Linked DNA regions of Rattus norvegicus: region 2 is linked to region 1. A link is a contact called in public Hi-C data. All regions are on one chromosome and are shown on one strand. Each heading gives the region's core, a stretch centred on a gene start, on an enhancer-like site or on the middle of the called end of the contact. The rest is flanking DNA. Distances are from core to core; before and after follow the strand shown.

What was found. Hi-C and Micro-C count contacts between places; a contact is called where the count stands out from the background.
Region 2: a contact with region 1 is called in a Hi-C map of psoas muscle, with 2.2 times the contacts expected there. The contact joins two enhancer-like sites. A contact is called at or near these places in 2 of 12 Hi-C or Micro-C datasets (the A7r5 cell line and psoas muscle).

The regions. Positions count from the first base shown.
Region 1 is chr5:101,816,543-101,822,751 of GRCr8, reverse strand. The region is part of intron 11 of Nfib (nuclear factor I/B); the gene reads left to right. Among named protein-coding and RNA genes, the nearest start is that of Nfib, 200 kb to the left of the region's middle. Within about 2 kb of position 3,136, at least 23 of the 93 cell types and tissues checked have an H3K27ac peak or open chromatin away from gene starts, as enhancers often do.
Region 2 is chr5:102,124,197-102,130,405 of GRCr8, reverse strand. No RefSeq gene overlaps it. Among named protein-coding and RNA genes, the nearest start is that of Trnah-gug10, 5.9 kb to the left of the region's middle. Within about 2 kb of position 2,610, at least 8 of the 93 cell types and tissues checked have an H3K27ac peak or open chromatin away from gene starts, as enhancers often do.

The DNA of each region.
Region 1 (6,209 bases), core at 1,887-4,386:
GCAAACTTAAAGTTATGAAGCAGCAATGAAGGTAATTTTATGGTTGGGGCCACCACAACATGAGGAGCTGCATAAAAGGGTCACAGCGTTAGGAAGGCTGAGAGCCACTGCTTAGATAGGAAGGCCAGAGAAAAGCACATATTTGGATCTGTTTTCTTTTGTTGGAATTGGGTGTGTTGCCGCCTGGTTTGTCCTCTCTGCTTTCTTTCCTGCCTGGGCCAGTTACCATCTCCACGTGCTTCCCTGCCAGATGCAACTTCTTTGGAGGGCTGAAAATGGCAGGGAGCTGTGTGCATCCTGTGTGAGCTAGAGATCTGCTTGCCACATCCAACCCCAGCTCAGAAACTCCCTCTGGCACCAAATGACTCTTAGGTTCCTCCTAGGTTACAATCTGCAGGACCTTTCTTGCTTTGACCTTAGCATTAATGAGCCAGTCTCTCTCCCTCTCTCCCTCTCTCTTCCTCTCTCTCCCTCTCCCTCTCTCTCTCCCTCTCTCTCTCTCTCTCTCTCTCTCTCTCCCTCTCCCTCTCCCTCTCCCTCTCTCTCCCTCTCTCTCCCTCTCTCTCCCTCTCTCTCCCTCTCTCTCCCTCTCTCCCTCCCTCTCCCTCCCTCTCCCTCCCTCTCCCTCTCCCTCCCTCCCTCCTTCTCTCTCTCTCTCTCTCTCTCTCTCTCTCTCTCTCTCTCTCTCTCTCTCTGTGTGTGTGTGTGTGTGTGTGTGTGTGTGTGTGTGTGTGTGTGTATGCGCTAAGTGGAATTTCCTGCTAAGCAAACGCTTAGTTGCTAGGGTAGACAGTCAAAAGCTGGAGGTCTGCTTCCACACAGGTGGCTTCACCTTCTAGGAGGTTGACAGGGGCTGGATCGCTCCAGCCGGGCACTGCAGTGTTTGTCCTTTGTCCTCCTCCATGCTCAAGCCCTGTTGTTTTTGCACAAGTGAGTTTTGTGGGTGCAAACAGAGAGCCATCACTTGCTCTCTTTAGCCCCTAGCCTGACTCTTGCTTGCACTTTCAGATCCAGGGCCAGTGTAATTGAGTGTAAAAGAAAGCTAAAGGACAATCTAAGAGTAACATAAGCAGAAGTTACTTTAAAACCCTGGATGGGTGATTTATGCTAAAGAGAAACTGGATTTATCGTTTCATTTTCCCTCCTCGCCCTTCACCCCTTTGGGTGAAGTGGGTGGTTGTATGTGTCCGATGGCTTATATAAACAGAAGAAGCCTTCAGATGGCTAAAGTAAACAGGAGCGTGTTACTGAAGGCCATGTTTACACAAACCATTTGCTCAGCCCCTGGAATAATGAATAAATGAAGATTTTACTGAAATAATTGGAAGGTTTTTTCCTGCTTATGCCACAAGTGAACGGCAAAGAGACTTTTACCAGTGGTTTTCCATGTTACCATGTTACGTGTGTTCCCAGTTCCCCTCTCAGTTGAATGCTTCATCCTGTCATTACTTTACACATGTTTTTGTAAGAAATTGTCGTTTATTACTGCAATTCCAGAGAGTTGCTTGATTTCCCAAGAGAAGTTTAGCAGCCAGTAAAGGTTATTTGGATCTGACTGGTCAGGAGGAGGGTAAAGCGCAGGGGCAGCCGTGTGCATTTCATGCTCAGTAGTTATTGTGAAACACTGCTTTCTTTATAAAATGTATGTTCTCTTTCAAAAGACCAAAATCCAAAAACTTACGGAGAGTTTTCAGTAGGTTGCAACCTGCATTCACATATGTATGTTTACGTACACAGATAAGTGGCATGTGTGTGCACAGTCCTGTTCCTATAGAATTAAGTTACTTTTTACATCAGTATTATTGGGACCATCTCTGCACATCTCCTAGGTTAGCATTTCCTGCTCAGGATTTCTTTTTTTTTTTTTCTTTTTCATTTTTTCTTTATTAACTTGAATATTTCTTATTTACATTTCGAATGTTATTCCCTTTCCCGGTTCCCGGGGCCAACATCCCCCTCCCCTTCCTTATGGGTGTTCCCCTCCCCATCCTCTCCCCATTACCGCCCTCCCCCCAACAATCACATTCACTGCGGGTTCAGTCTTCTGCTCCGGATTTCTTATTCTGACACAAACCTGCAGTCCCGGCAGCTGGGTTGTCCCTGCAGTTCCTGGGGAGAGCTAGATTTCCATCTCCGAATCTTCTTTTCAGCTGTTAGCTCTAAAGTGTTCAGATTTTTGTCCTCATTCTGGGGCCCTTGCACTGCTCCGGACTAACAGAAATAGGTGAGTCTTTGGTTCAAGGCTGAAAATGACAAGATCGGAAGGTGCGCAGGGCAGTGTTTGGTAACAGGTTAGCTGCTGTTACTTTGAACAGTCTCTTGAAAGCAGTGACTTTCTCTTCTTATCAGTGTCACTTGACACCTGTCAGGAGAGAAAACCTAAAGTTGTTAGCATTTTATTAAAATTATCCGAAATGGCTTTTAACAAACACACAGTGTCTCCCGATCTGGCCATTGAGAGCTGTGTAATTTTCACCTACCTTTCTCCATTTGTAAAGAAAGATTTGTCCAACTGGACGTTTCCTTTTTTATCTAGACAAACTCTTCAGAACACTTCCTAAGAAATTAATTGTATTCCAGCCAGACTTGCATGCTGCCATCCCACAGGAAATGGGTCAGCACTCCATTAAGATGCCATTAGATAATCTAATTTGGAGCTTAATCTCTAAATTAACCATGCTCCATACTTGAAGCATACTTGAGAGAAAGAAAAAAAGTTTACGTTTGAATCGATAGGGGAGCCGAAGCGTGAAGAAGGCTGTTTGTTTTTTCTGTAGCTGTGGTCACGTCTCAAGCCGTCTGGTAACCAGGAGAAACCAGACATGATGTAATTCCAGATTGAACTTGAACTTCAGGGACTTAGCATGGGGGAACAATGGGCCATAGGAATCAATAATGTCCATTTTCCACATGATTATGTCTGGAGCTTTGCCGTCAACCTTTCTGGATGGACAGTGTGACCAAAACGAGATGATCCAGGGACAAGATGTTAGAGGAAAGAGAACAACTTTCTCCATGTTATTTTCAGAGCAGCACTGCAGATGCCAGTGGGATTAGAAAAGTTCCCCCTCTGCAGTAAAGTGGTAGCCTGTTCAGAGCAGTCTTTGTTCGCCTAGGTAGGACAAACTTAATCTTCCGTTTCCTGTCAGATGGTTTTTGGCAGCAGAGCCAGAGAGGGAGGAGCAGGATTCAGAACATTCTCAAATGCAAACCTTACTGGTTAACCCTTTGCAGCTAAAGGAAGTGTGCTAAATGCTGACCTTGTTTGAAGATGGTTTATGCAAAGCACCGTGTAAACACGCACATTCTCTGCTGAGGAAGTCAGCTCCATTGCAGCCCACACATTACTTCATTGTTGTGACCTAGGAGCTGGAAATAGGTATATTGGGAATTGGGTCGCATTTAAATAATAGAGCTTAGAAATGAATATATGTTATAGGAAATGTTACAGAAGTAAAGGCAAAAGCCTGTTGAATTTCCACATAGTGAATAATAATAATATTTCTGTAGCATATCAGAAAGTATAGAAAGTGAGTTTTCTCTCCCTCATTTACTTCATTGTAGGAGTTCCCTGCATATGCGAACACAGTGAAAGGCCCAACATCCTAAATACAATTCTTAACTTCTTTTCATCTTACTCTTCAGAATTCTGTTGTAAACAAGTCCTCTCCTTTAGAAGCAAAACTGTACAGATAATACTAGTGTTTGCTTTTTAAGAGAAATCATTTGTGAGAAAGTCTCCTGGCTGTTATACCAACTCTCTTTCACTTAATATGCCTTTGGCGATCCTCTGTGTGAAAGGCACTATTTCGGAGGACTTTTTTTTTTTTTTTTTTTTTTTTTTTTTTTGCAGGGAAATGTCTGTAGTTGAAGAATCACTTATGCAAATAAGAGGAGCAGTAACCCTTGTAACAATAGCATTGAAAAGAAGCCCAGGGGTGGAGAGGAATACAGACCAGAGGAAGGCTGAGAATCAACATGTGGGCTTCCCTATGCCATGGTATGGGAGGACGGACGGAAATGACTACAGTTGGCCTGTGTGTCTTTATATTTTTTTTTTCCTTTTCGTTTTTTTGGAGCTGGGGACCAAACCCAGGGCCTTGCGCTTGCTAGGCAAGCTCTCTACCACTGAGCTAAATCCCCAACCCCGTGTCTTTATATTTTTAATTGGCAATAACATCCCATAGCTTCATAAGTGTGTGTGTGTGTGTGTGTGTATATATATATATATATATACACGTGTATGTCCTATAATTAATAATCTTCATTATTTTCTACCATAGGTTTATAGCTCTAAAATATGAGCAAGATCAAATCAAATTGCTTTTAAAATATGCTTTTAATTTGCTGATTGAGGGGAAGAATTTCCTCTTAAATCCTATCTACATTTAACTGTTGTAAGCGAGTAAATGTTGTGACTTTTTAAGTGCCCAGGTTCCCTTGTTGGAGGGCCTTCTAGCCTCATGTGTAGACCTCCCTAGTAGAAGAACAGAGGGTGGCGATGATCTAGGTTCCTGTACAGCTGCAGTGTTCGCGTGTGAAGGCAATATTCTGTGAAGTCTCTCTCAGATTAAGAACTTCTCTAATATATGATATCTTTAAAAAAAAAAAAAAAAACTGGGGTTGGGGATTTAGCTCAGTGGTAGAGCGCTTGCCTAGGAAGCTCAAGGCCCTGGGTTCGGTCCCCAGCTCCGAAAAAAAAGAACAAAAAAAAAAAAAAAACTTGGAAAATACTTTCACTTGTGCATGTGAAAGTGAACCTTCAATCCAGCATAGCCCAGAAGCAAAGCCATCTGAAACAGTCGAATATAAACCAGCGAGGTTTGACAACCTCCGTTTGATGTTATTTTCCTAAGTGTGGCTCCCCAAGGATTAACAATAAAAAAGGCCATTTACCTACTTAGTTAAGAAATAAATACATTTCTCTTTCATTACTATGAAGTGCTATTGCTTGCAGTTAGACTCATTCTACAAGCCACCTGCAGTTTATGATATTTGGTGTTTCCCAGAGAGCCCCCTGGGGTCCTTTGCAAAGCAGGTAAGAGCTAGCTGGGGATCTTTCTGGTGTAGACTATTACAAATAGTTATCATCATTAGAAATCATCTTGCATGCAAATAGGATCATTCGGATGGTGATAACAATCATTAAAAATGGGAAAAATAAATCAAAGAAATCCAGGACCTGTATACAGCACGCAGTATATTTCACTTTCACTTTGGCCCCTGGTAAAAGGGGGCTCGAAAGCAAATTACAGTCATACATCCACATCTGCACATACATTAAACAAAGATGGTATTACTGTCAGCTGGAAAACAGCTAGCGTTGCATAAATAAATCACAGTTACGAATGTGGACATTGGACTCAAGAATTATTCTTGTTCGGGAGTTCTAATGGATGCAAGTGTCAGCTGTACACCATTGGATGGCATGTAAAATTCACCTGATACACCATGGGATGGCATGTAAAATTCACCTGATACACCATGGGATGGCATGTAAAATTCACCTGATACACCATGGGATGGCATGTAAAATTCACCTGATACACCATGGGATGGCATGTAAAATTCACCTGATACACCATGGGATGGCATGTAAAATTCACCTGATACACCATGGGATGGCATGTAAAATTCACCTGATACACCATGGGATGGCATGTAAAATTCACCTGCAGTAGAAATACAGGGACATGAAGTTGAAATGTTTTTCACAGAGAAAGCTAAAGTAAAGAGTACCGGGAAGCATTTAGATTCCAGGACTCTAATCCTGTGGCTAAGACCTGGGCTTCTGCTGCCTGGGCTGCTTCTGTGTACAGTTGGGCAAGAGTTCAGGCTTCAGTCTCCTCCTCCATAAACTAGGCATGAATGTTTGCCATTAGGATGAAAAGTCTAAGGTAGGTCAATCACACAGACCAGGGTATAGCAAATTACTCATGCTCTGTGAGTGCTATTGATCAGACGCTGTCGTCTTTGCTCTAATATATTAATAGATTCAACCTGAAGCTTGCCTATTTATTCTGTCCACTGATATGAGTTCTTCACCAGAAAGCAAGCAATTAGTTCAAATGCAACATAGTAGTATACCTAGACTTAACTAACATGCCTGAGCCTAATTGTTTCAGATATTTTTTTTCTTTAGCAGAGGAAATACCTTCCTACATGTTTTGGAAGAGATATCAAAACCAGCATGTTAGTAATTTATTAAT
Region 2 (6,209 bases), core at 1,361-3,860, 310 kb before region 1:
ACAATGGAAACATTACCCATATCCTTCTAAGATCACTTAGTGCCCTCAGGCACCATCTGGCCCCTATTGGTAGAACAACCAGACTGAGCTTCTGCTTGGAAAAAGCCTCCTCACCACAGATTTCGGAAATTTAAAAAACATGACACTGTACACTCCAAAACCAAGGGCAGCCCAAATCAGCATCCCCAGAGAGACGGCATCTGAACCCACGTTTGCAATCCCAGCTTTCGCCTCTTCATGTGGTTTCCATGACGGAACACCATGGAAATCAATGGTTGCTTTCATCAACGGCTTGTTGACGTTAGCGTTCCTTCTTGCTGTTGTGAAAATGTGTCAAGTTTTCATTCTTAAAAACAATTTTATGTCAAATTCGCTTCCAGAATAAATTAAAGCCCAAGTTATGAGAGGAAATGAATTCTTGTTTTTAATTACAATAACATGAAGACACTACCTGTTTTAACTTTATGGAAGCACTTTATAAATATAAAACAGATCCCATTATTATCTTCAAGTTTATATATCTATATTTCATCATCCAGGGACAGTTCATATTTCATTTAAAAAAAGGCAGTGTTTGCTAGTGAACAAACAGGTAATTGTGATATAGGCTTTAAAAATCACCTCTCTGAAAGGTCAGCTACAGGTCATTTCATGGAAAATGAATTTTTAACATTGACGAAATGCTTGAGACTTGAATCCATGACCATGAAGCAGTAACTTCAAAGGCTATGGTTTTTATTAATTAATGGCATTCTTTTTCTGTAGTTTTAAGATTAATGACATTCTTTACTATATTCAAGAGGCTCAACTACAATGGCAAGAGATTATTTTGTTTGATTTCAGTGAATCTGACTTTTAGAAAATGTTTTATTAGTTCTGCAATCATATTTACCACCCTCTACTCTTCCAAGAGCTAGCCTGTTTCTCTGTTCGTCCAACTATGTGCCTTTTTTGGTTTTTTTTTAACATATCAAGTTATTCTTAGATGTGTGACCTTTGCTGGAACAGTGTGGTTGTCTTATCGGGGGTTATATTCTTGGAGAACCCTGACTTGCCAATAGCTTCTTGACTAGGGGTGGGATTTCATGCCTAACTCACCTCTCTGTGCTGGCATTCAATGTGTCTTGGACTGGCCGAGGTCTTATGTGTGACGTCACAACCTCAGCAAGTCTAAATGTGCGGCTGTCCTGATGTGTCCTTGTAGCATCCACTGCCTCTGACTCCTACACTCTTTCCGGCCCTTCTTCCTCAATGATTCCTGGGCCTTGGAGAGGGACGTGTAAGATATGATAACTAGAGGGCTGAATATCCTGCACTCTCTTATTTTCTGTGTCTTTGGCCAGTAGTTGTGACCAAATATATATTCATTTGCTCTGTAACCTAGACCTTCATGTCCCTCACATTGGCCTGTCTGTGTGGTCTGTTAAAGGTTGTTCAAACAACACGATACGGTTACCTACCAGTTAAAGATCCAGAGCTGCATACCCTCACTTCATTACCGCCAGCTGTAACCAGACATTCTTCCTCTCTTGCTTTCTGCCGTACAATGGAGCAGAGCTATTTCATTGGGGCCCATGGTTGATGCCTTGCACTGAAGAGGCTTTATAGCCCTGGATGACATTTTTGTTTCTACTTCAGTCAACTTTCAGAAACAAAGAAAATCTCCATTTATTTGTCTGACCAAGTCACACTCTGAACAACCCCGAGTAAATCAGCTACTTTTCTTTTAAAAAAAATGTAGTTTCTTGTTTTCAGCCACTCTCTATTCTCCAGTTACGAAGACTATATTTTAAACTTATTTTTCCACAATGAAAGCTCACCGATCCATAGGAAATGATTTGTTAAGACAGGATCTGACGAGCTAGAGTTCACTTTTAAGGAGCAGTGCTGAAGCAAGAAGGTTGTTTCTCAGGTGCCCCGAGGATGCCCTAAGGTGTGGCGCCCCAGGAGAAGCAGTTGGCTTTGCAAAAGGCTAGCAAACTGTTGTGCTTCAATCTCAAGGATAAGGGCAATGAGAAGTAAAGCCTGGGCCACTTCTCCCTCAGCATCTCAGCCACGGGAACCATAGTCTAAAAACCCTAACAGGGCCCCCAGTTCTTCTAAGGTGGGACTGATAATTCAGTTGCTGACAGTCTGTGGGAGATTTGGGGGTGTTGGCCTCCAGGAAGGGAAATTCCAACAGAAGCAGATTCAGAAAGCACGCGTAGAGAGACCTGGGTTAGCCCCATCTCTGCTACTTCCACTGCTTGGCTTCAGACACGACCTCTTTATGGTTTGCTCATCAGCAAACAAGGAGCAGTTTTAAAGTTAGACAAGACGAAATGTAGTTGGGAAGAATGCTCCCTCTTGCCCTCCTCCCCCTCCCAAGAAACTCTGTTCTGTGTGGTTTGTGTGGACTTCCCAGACCTCAAAAGCTGACAACCCATCGACAAAAGGCTTACCCTGGACTCAGTGACTTTGATTGGTGGCAGTTCTATGACACTCTTGTCTCTGTCGTGTAACCGCATGGCAAAAGTAGGTGCTTTTTCCAAGTCCTGGGAACGCTTGCTGAGCTGGAAGGCCCTTTTCTCATTATCCAGGATAAAAGCAGACTGCCACTAGATGGCACTGCTTGTTGTGGATCAGAGACAAGGAACTCCTTTCTGTCTGGGCAGGGAGGGGCCAATTTCACACATTACATCAAGATCTAAGAACCAAACAGACCCCACCTAGGAGCTGGGGAAATTACCTCCACAGGTTGTCTTTATCCAGAGGTGATTTTAAAGGAATATATTGTGTTTGGATGTCAATGTTCAAAGGCTCCAAGGCAGAAAATACCATTTCAAAAGAAAGTGTGATTAATGAAGCCACATAAATCCCGCCGAGCCGGAGCCATGTCAGGGATCACACCACACAAATCAGACAGCTGGGAGCCCCTCTCACATTCTCCTGTTCCCATTTCTATGTCGCTGCATCCCTTGCCTCCTCTTTTCCTCTTTGTCATTTCGTGAACACACGGATCCCCAAATCCAAACCAGGAGGAATTTTGACCAGAATTTTTGGCTGCAGCTGCCTTCAAGCTTGGGTCTAGCCATTTATGCTTTCTTCTTTCCCCAGGAATTCCAAAGACAGGCAGAGGCCGTAACAACCATAGCCTCACTAACTGCCTGCCAAACCAGAGTCAAGTCTGGATCTTTCCATAGCCCAGTCTTACTCAGAGACAAGACTGCACTAAAGAATCTACCCCCAGATTTCCTTGAGACACAGTGCTTCTGTTTCTTTGGAATCCTGCACTTCTGTCAGCTGCTACACGTGTCCCGTGCTCTCCTCGGTTTTTTCCACCTGGGTGCACAGCCTTACCTTTCTCTTTCTCGAATACCAAGTTCGCACACTTGTGCGTTATTTGCTGTGCTAGGAGCACCCTCAGGGCACTAGAGAAACGTAGTCTCCTCTGTCTAGTCTGCAGTGTCTGCTTCCAATGAATCCAGTTCCTAGAGTGATGGTAACACCAAAGTTACCACGCTATCTAAAGTAAGGAGCATGGTGCTGTCTAGTTGCTAAACATTTGAGCTCCCAGGCAGACACCTCTATTTAAACTACAAGCTGGGCACCCATCACAGGCAGATAATTTGGTCTCTTCTTGTGTCTCTTTGTCCACGTACACCATGTAACTGACAAATACACCCTACAGAGGGGACGGGTAGACAGCCCGAGCTAATAGAACAACAGCACAGAGGACAGTGTGGAGGCAAATTCTCACCTTGGTTGTTATTACCCTCATTACTAGAACTTGGATTTTAGGTTTTGAAATTATTGTGTGTGTGAATGGTGTATTCCTGGGCACTCACACCATGGCGTGGCTATGGAAGTCAGACAAGCATTTTGTGGAGTCAGTTCTCTCTTTCCACCTTTATGTGGGTTCCAGGGGTCAAACCAAGTTGTCAGGCTTGCTCAGCAAGCACCCATAGCTGTTGACCTTCTCGACGGCTTATAATTATTATAATTATCACCATTACAATATGCTAGGCACAATGGCAAGTAAAGAGGCTAGACGACTGGATGAAATAGGTAACATCTTTGCCCTAACGAAAGAAACAAAATTCATATGGCACAATTCAGTAAAAGAGTGTGAAAAAAACAAAGCAGGTCACAAGAATGATAAAGATATGCACAACCACTTAACCCCAGTTGGGAGCCTAGAGCAATCTTCCTTTTATTACCAAGAGCCCAAAAGACTGAGAAACAGTCTTTACAGAGATAACTACTGGATAACACGTGCTCTGGCTCTTGGGTGACGAGCACAGGAAGGAAAGAGACTTGGTCCCCTCTTGCAGTCTCAGCTTGGCTCTCATGCAGTGTGACCTGAAGGACTCTTGGCATCATTGTGCAGCAGGAACAATTTGCATCTTCAGGGGCTGTCTTAATGTCTGGGGATACTTTTGAGTGCCTAGGACATGGCAGAGGCGCACACGGGGCAGCATCTTCCCTTTTTGTCTTTGAGACGGGGTTTCTGTGTAGCTCTGGCTGCCCCAGAACCTTTTTATAGACCAGGCTGGCCTCATATTCACAGAACTTCACCTCTCAAGTGCTGGGATTCAAGGCATGGTTCCTTTTTTCTGCTTTTAAGGAATCAAGAAGTATCTGGTTTGATCCATACACTCCGTGCACACTGTAGGAAGTATCATTATACCGTAATAATAAAGACAGGCTTTCAATGAGCTCAGTGTCTGTAGGACGAATTGGACATGTGGGTGGGCTGCTATAATCGAACAAACCACGTCATCTCATAGGAACAGGAAAATCCTTGGGAGAATACAGGACCCATTGCTTATAGAGAGGCTCTGCTCGTAGAAGGGACAAGCATGCAGTCTAGAGGAGGATCTGTGGCATGATCGCAAACACTCTCAAGCTGTGAACAGGAGGCTCTGTTTCCCTTTAAGCTGAGTTTAAATTGTTCCCAAGTTACAGTTCTGGAGGAGGTGGGACTGCTCAAAGACTGGACCACTCCTGTATTCTGTCAGCCAACTTCTTCAAAGCATTTACTCAGACAGTGGGGTAAGCAGAGAGTTGAATAGAGGTGGAGAGAGAGAGAGAGAGAGAGAGAGAGAGAGAGAGAGAGAGAGAGAGAAGAAAGGACATGCCTGCCATGTACTCTTCGAGTAAACCAAAGTTCTTCACATTTTCTCCTCTAACTGGAAAGATAGAGATAAATCCCCATAGATTGTCCTGAGATTAGGACATTTCATCCCTTCATTCTTTCAGTTTAATGAAGGTTTGTTGGATGTATATTGAGTGTGTTAAACTGGGTGCTGTTCTGTGTTTTGGGAGGAAATAGCGTTTGACACTAGGCATCTGCAGGGAATTGTCTCCTTCCCAATAAACAGGAAAGTACAGATGTCCATTTAAGCTATTGTCACAGGATGGCAATCTCACAATCCACAGTTGGGCTCATAACGAGTGTTCTCTGAATACCCAAGTCAGGACACAATAGTCCCTAAAATTCCAAACTGAAACTCACATGCATACGAAAGAAAATACAGTTTTTTTTTCCTCTCATCTCTCTGTCCTTCCTGGTGAGCCCCCACTCTACAGGTATGCGGGCAAATAACTAAGAAAACGTCTGGGTGCATTTGATTCCAACCCAGAAATATAAATACGCCACATGGCTAATCGTTTGTCTTTCCAAATGCAGTTCAGTATCAATTGACCCAGGGTCTCCCTCAGTTCTCAGAAAGTACAGCGTTGAGGAATGGGTGGCAGGATTCATCAGTTCTCACAGGTACACAGTGAGTGGGACACAGACCCCTGGCTCTAGTCTGTCTCACAGGGCCACGAGTGGCAGGCAGTGTGCTCTGGCTTTACTCTCCTTTGTCGGGGTCTCCTGGACTTTTGAGGCTGACTCTACCACTCTCACCTTGACCATCTGATGGTGTTGGAACTAGTGGGTATATGCCACAGCCACACCATATTAAAAGCTGTGAAACTGAATCCCAGACATCAACCCTGCCTGTTCATACCTCATCTTCTAGGGAGGAGCCAACCACTCTGGCCTCTGTATTTTCCAAGTTCGCATCCCTATTTTGCAGACAGTCACCCCTCTAAGGCTTGATCAGTTCATTTTCTGCTTTCCACACTCTCTTCAAGCATCCTTCAAATGTTGCCAGCACTAAAAATGTAGTTTCTCTCTCTGTCCCTTTCTACCTAGATATTTCTCGTGTAAAATGCTTTGC